2 separate regions of the Zea mays genome follow, and region 2 is linked to region 1. The links are chromatin contacts, called in public Hi-C maps. All regions are on one chromosome and are shown on one strand. Each heading gives the region's core, a stretch centred on a gene start, on an enhancer-like site or on the middle of the called end of the contact. The rest is flanking DNA. Distances are from core to core; before and after follow the strand shown. Region 1 holds the start of LOC103647128. Region 2 holds the start of LOC100217237.

Evidence for each region. A called contact is a pair of places that touch in the nucleus more often than the background predicts.
Region 2: a contact with region 1 is called in a Hi-C map of endosperm, with 5 times the contacts expected there. The contact joins the promoter of LOC100217237 here to the promoter of LOC103647128 in region 1. A contact is called at or near these places in 6 of 25 Hi-C or Micro-C datasets (ear, endosperm, leaf and 2 more).

Annotation. Positions count from the first base shown.
Region 1 is chr2:153,523,126-153,526,328 of Zm-B73-REFERENCE-NAM-5.0, forward strand. LOC103647128 reads left to right here and starts at 1,763. Exons shown (of 8, transcript XM_008671690.2): 1 at 1,763-2,387; 2 at 2,649-2,717; 3 at 2,817-2,873; 4 at 2,983-3,057. The coding sequence starts at 1,929. It overlaps TRNAA-UGC (transfer RNA alanine (anticodon UGC)), which reads left to right and starts at 1,558; the gene lies at 1,558-1,630.
Region 2 is chr2:153,660,995-153,664,197 of Zm-B73-REFERENCE-NAM-5.0, forward strand. LOC100217237 reads left to right here and starts at 1,432. Exons shown (of 7, transcript NM_001143592.1): 1 at 1,432-1,728; 2 at 2,368-2,453; 3 at 2,863-2,871; 4 at 3,027-3,115. The coding sequence starts at 1,520.

The sequences.
Region 1 (3,203 bases), core at 513-3,012:
CCACCACGACCACTCCCACCTCCGAAACCTCTGGACCTCCCCCTTCCTCCACGAATACCTCTAGTTGCATCTCGGCCATGAACCAGAGGCGGGTTTCCTCTTCCTCTCTTGCCTCCACTAGTAGATCTGGTTGTTTGGAATGGAGTGCGGCCAGTTCTAATGCACGGATCTGAAAATCCTAGGTTGTTTGTTGGTTCACCAGTCTCTAGAACTTGCTGATACGAACTGAAGCGGGGAAACTCAGTGCCCTGGTAGTTCAGATCGAGTTGATTCATCCGAATCCAGAGCACAGAGTTGTTCATCGATGAGGGATGAATCAAGTGGGTTGGGGAGAAGAGGCCGAACTCGTTGTCCTTCGGCATTTCGTGGATGGGGAGGTTCCTCGGTGCTGAGGATGAGCCGGCTTGGGAGAGAAAATCATGAAAGCTGTGGTGCCCATCGATGATTTGGCTTGGAAGAGGTTGAGGGAGTGGCGGGGGCGTTGGTCGCGCACATTCGTCGACGACTGCGTTCGGCGTTTGTGGACGGCGGCTTGGAAGAGGAAGAGGATGAGGGAGTGGCTGTGTTCGTCGCACGCAAGAGAGAAGAGGGAGTGGCTGCGTTCGTCACGCGCGAGAGACGAGGAAGGGGCGGCGGCGGCTGTGCGAGAGACGAGGAAGGGAGTGGCTGCGGGTGTGCCAGAGAGACGAGGGATAGGTAAGAGCAACATGATAATTATGGGCCTTTAGTCTCTTTTAGCACCTATGTGAAGGACTAGAGACTAAATCATTTTACTCCATATTTTAGTCCTAGTGTTTGGCAAAAAAAGGGACTAAAATCTAGAGACTAATCTTTAGTCCCTCTAACCAAACACCCATGAGACATATCTGTTGAGTTTTTTTTCTTCTTGAAGATGTTTCTGAGTTTATTTACTCTGCACTCCAACTTCCCAAGTTGGTGAATGTTCGGCGCCATAAGTGATGAAAGCCATGCACAGATTGATCTGAGTCTGCTAATAGCAAGCAGATTGAAGCAACAACAGATCATGGTGTGCAACTAGCTAGCAAGCAACAGATCGTCGGAGAAACAAATGACAGAAAGCAACTGGAAACGTACCTGTGATGGTCCCTGGACTGTTATGCCTTGGTTATCAACGACAACGACAAATTTCTATGATCAATTAGTGCAGTGCAGAACGAACATGAAATGTTTTTTTTTTTCACTGGAGTACACAACTAACCAGAGCTGGGACGTCTTATAGTTCAGGTATATTATAGTGCAACTGGTAGTTTCTTGATCAACACATTGCATATATACATACATGTTTCCATTCTGCGTTTCTAGTGCGGACCTATTTTCTTTTATTTATGTTCCATTAAAAATAGAACCGTACAAGTAATTTGTTTTGCAGAACTTAAACTATATAGCTGGAGAAGATCTCAATTAGTTGGCAACTCGTACAAAACTAGTTTCTTTTATTTCTCATCGAGGACAAATAAAATTATCTCAAATGGTATGAAATGGAAATTGATCATGCGTGTTTGAACATTATTACGTAATCTGACATTTTAACAACCAGGGGACGTAGCTCAAATGGTAGAGCGCTCGCTTTGCATGCGAGAGGCACGGGGTTCGATCCCCCGCGTCTCCAATATTTTAAAATTTTCTTTTTTTGACCTTCCTTTCTCCCGCTGGTAACCTGACCCCACAATTCATTCCTCAGCCAGGCACCCACCTTCTTGACCCCCTTTCTTCCGCTGGTAACCTGACCCCACAGGTCATTCTCAAAGGTCAAAGCCAGCAGGCACCCAGCCCCCGCCCCCGCCACCGCCATTATCAGCAGCTTCGACTTCTCCGGCCGCTCCGTCCTTTTGGCATTTCCTCCCGTCTTCTCTCGCTGCTTTTCATTACCTCCTCCCGCGCCGCCCGTAGTACCGATTCGCACTCGGATGGCGTCGGCGGCGTTCAAGTCCACCACGCGCCGCGCCCTCCACGCCACCACCACCTCCCGCTCCGACCCGCCCCCGTGCCCGCGCCGCACCCGCTCGCGCTCCGTCAGCGCGGCGCCCCGCGCCGCCCACGAGGACTACGCCAACACGCGCACCAACCCGCTCTTCGACTCCGCGGCCTCCCCGTCCGCCTCGCCATCTCCGCCCCCCGGGGCGGCTGCTGCTACTGGTGCTACCTCCGGCCGTGGGGATGCGGCGGGCCGGGAGAGGGGGCGTGAGCCGCGGCTCAAGAGCGGGGGGCGCGGCGGCGGTGGAGGGAGGGCGCGGTCGGCCTCCGTCGCGCCGCCGCAGCGGCGCCACACCGCCTCGGTGGCGGACTCTGCTGCCGATGTCGGCGGGAGGAAGGCTTCGCGGGCGCGGTCGGTGGCCGACGTCGCACGCACCTACCGGGGCTCCGAGGTAGCGTGAACTCTCTGCTTCACGCTTCACTCGGAAACTGCGTCTCAAGAAAAGCTCTCCCCTTCGTAGTAGCTTGTGCTTGCAACTTTCCATGTTCCCCACTCCTATTTATGGCCATAGCAGTATAACATATTGACATATAGACTAGTAACTGACAATCAATCTGGATTTTATATCCATCAAAACCCGGTTCTGGCTGACACCAGGGAATGCCATGCCAATTAATCTCAATTTTTTTTTGTCTTGCTATACATCTGGCAGACCGATGCAGAAGCCAGGGGTGTGGCAAGGAAACTGCAGTCATGGAGGAGCCAGCATTCAGTTCCAGAGGTATCTCTACTCTGGACTCTGGTTTTGAATGTCAGATGTTTTATTTACATGCTGCATATATGTATTTCAAAGGAACTCGTAAATTTACACATCTCACAGGGGAAGCGTAAGGGAACTGATGCAAGTTGTTCATCCCAGGGGTCAACAACCGGAGCGGTTGGTGAAATAGTTCGTGTAGTTTGGTACTTTGGTCAGCCGTATGCATGCCACACGATTTACTGGCAACATGAATACTTGAGTGACTACTAGTGTTTATTGTACACAGGGGTGCCGGCAAATGGATGAAACTACACAGTCAGAATCTAGCACTGTTGTTTCTTCACCTGGCCATCTCGAGCATGTAAGAATTAGAGAATCACTTGTGTTAAAGCTATTGTTGTTGCAATTCATTGGTGTAGCTATGAACTCGAAAAAAAAAGATTACTTTTGAACATTTATGTGTGCATATGCAGTTTTCTTTTTCTAGTGTTATTGCAATGCATATGC
Region 2 (3,203 bases), core at 182-2,681, 140 kb after region 1:
TCTGAAAGTTTCAGAGCTGATCGTCTGCTGATGCATCATGCGTTTGGCATAGGAAAAAGATCACAGCTCTCGACGTCCCCCAAACAACAGGTTATATTAGCTAGCTAACTGTTAACTGCATGCAACTAATAAGTAGACAGATTATATTAGCTGCATCCGGAGAAGCTAATTATTACTTAGTAGCTAACCAATAACGACTATAGAATTCAAATAGAACTTTAGTTTGTATGGAACCCAGGGATTTCACGTGGGAAGTCTATAAGCCTGTCCTTGATAGATCGTGTAAATAGGGAACATGACATTGTAGATAACACTGTGTTTATAAAGTTAAGTTTCAAATATGTAAAGAGATAGAAGATGAGATAGAAGAGATCCTAGAGACGGCCTGAGAGGAGTCAGGCCTCCTTTGGACTGTGGCAAATTTTTCTGTTTTCTGTGTTTTTTCTATGAAAATGAACTGATTCCTGTAAACAAATAGTTCCTTAATGATTTAAGGGGTGTTTGGTTTCTAGGGACTAATGTTTAGTCCCTACATTTTATTCTATTTTTGTTCCAAAATTGTCAAATATAGAAACTAAATCTTTATTTTAGTTTCTATATTTAGCAATTTATATACTAAAAAGGAATAAAGTGAAGAGACTAAACATTAGTCCCTAGAAACCAAACACCCCTTTAGTTTCACATGAATCAGCTTATTTTTATAGAAAAACGCAAGAAATAAAAAAAATCACGCATTCCAAAGGAAGTTCAGAGTTTTATATGAATGAAACTCTCTCCTCTCACGAAGCTTTCTGCTCAATGATGAGGGGAAAAATTGTGTTCCAAACAGTAAGTAGATTATCGTTTAACTCAGCAGCTGGACAGCACAGCACAGCACGGGGGTGGTTTGAATTCAACGTTTTGTTTGATGATTGATCTTGGCTACTTGTTGCTTGCGCCCCATGCCCTGCTCTGCTTCGACAGGTGTCGCCGGCGCGCGTCGGAGAGAGCAGAGAGGACAACCCCCCGCCTTGGGACTGCAAGCGCGGCGGCGCGCCGGCGGTTGGCGCCATTTGGACACGGCGCGTCCAACATGTGTTTGCTGCTGACGCAACCGCACTGCCGTTGCATTGCGACGCTACCCTTCGCAGGTGGCTGGCAGGTGGAGGCGCGTCCGTGTCCGTCCACCTGTCCCCTGCCTCCTCACGGCGGCGTGCCACGTAGGAGTAGGCGGCACAGAGATGGCGAGATGCCAGGCGAGCACGAGCAAGGCAAGACTGCATGAGCACAACGGGGGGGCCGGGCCAGACGGACGGGACGGGAAGCAGCACGCGCCACGCAACAACAATGGCAGTTGGCACAGAGGCGCAACGCAAAAACCCCCCACCGCCACCGCTCTATAAAAACCCCGTCCTCCTCCTCCTCCTCCTCCTCCCCCGCCTCGCCGCCAGTCAGATTCACCACCGGCTCCCCTGCACAACCGCGTCCGCGCTGCACCACCACCGTTCATCGAGGAGGAGGGGGGACGGAGACCACGGACATGGAGAGATCTCAACGGCAGTCTCCTCCGCCACCGTCGCCGTCCTCCTCCTCGTCCTCCGTCTCCGCGGACACCGTCCTCGTCCCTCCCGGAAAGAGGCGGAGGGCGGCGACGGCCAAGGCCGGCGCCGAGCCTAATAAGAGGATCCGCAAGGACCCCGCCGCCGCCGCCGCGGGGAAGAGGAGCTCCGTCTACAGGGGAGTCACCAGGTACGCGTCTATCGCATGCATGCCTTCCATTCCCTTCCCTTCCATTTCCACCGCTTTGATTCCGGCCGCCGGCGGCCCACGGCTCCCTCGTCCCGATCCCATCCGACCCACCCACCCACAGCCCGACAGCAGCCCGCCGCCGCGGATCCTGCATTGCCGTAAAGTTCGCTTCTTCTCTCACTCACCGCCAACGGAGCTCCGTCCGATCCCATCTCCACTCCACTCCCGCCCCGCAGGCCGCAGCTGCGCTTCCCCCCACAACTCCGATCGCCTTGCAGCGCGAAATCTACCTTCAGCTGCATGTCACATCCGCCGCCGCCGCCGCCCTGCTCGTTCCACCGCTCCTCGATCGAACGTGCCGCGGCAAGCTCCTCTGCTCCCTGTTTCCTCAGCCCAGCCCATGCCGCCCCTTTCGTCCCTGCTCCTGCTCCATTTTCCGCGCATCGCTTTCAGAAAGAAGAAAAGGCAGGTCGTTTTCTGAATTCCGATAGCTAGGAAGTAGAAAAGCATGTCCATCCGCATTACTCCTGTCTCCAGTTCTCCTGTTCCATGAAAAAAAGAAAAAGAAAACTGGAATCTCATCAACATCCACACGCGTCGCGCTGCATGCGTGCGTGCGTGCGTGCTGTCTCAACGCAGGCACAGGTGGACGGGCAGGTTCGAGGCGCATCTCTGGGACAAGCACTGCCTCGCCGCGCTCCACAACAAGAAGAAAGGCAGGCAAGGTGTGTACTTCTTTCCGAGTATCATCATCATCAAGAATCCATCCGTTTTCATCCTGTTCGGTATTCTCTCCCAAAAGAGGAACAAAACCAGTCTTAAATCTTAATACGAGGATTAAGCAGCAATGGTGGTACTACGACCATAAACAAAACCCAATACTAGGAACCCAACTGAGGTCCTTTGTGTCCTATGCAAGGATGCTGAATTCCTGATGCATCTGCCCAGTACCACAGTACAGCGATCCTTTTTTTCTCTCTCTTTGAAAGTGCGCCGAATTTCTTTAAGGCTGACATACTGATCAGGCTTTGTTTATCTCCATTTTTTTTCTTCAATCTTTGGCGATGGTGGTCCCCTTGGCGCCGGTGATCTGCATGTGCCTGTGATCTACTGCTGGCTGCATCACCTCAATAGTCTACCTGGGTAAGTCCCACTCCCACAGCAAAGCCCTCTGCTCTCGAATATATCTCTTGGTTGCCAGATTTCGTTTCATGTTACTTGTCGCCAGATCATGCCGTGATCTGCGTCCTTGTCTTAAAGCCGGGGGGATTAATTTGTCAATTGTGCATGATCTGCAGGGGCGTATGACAGCGAGGAGGCAGCTGCTCGTGCCTATGACCTCGCAGCTCTCAAGTACTGGGGTCCTGAGACTCTGCTCAACTTCCCTGTAAGTTCCTCCTGCACTGCTCGTCTGCTCAAAAACTAGGAACTGTCCCTACTTGTACTAAGAACTGTCTGTTCCTGATATATGCATA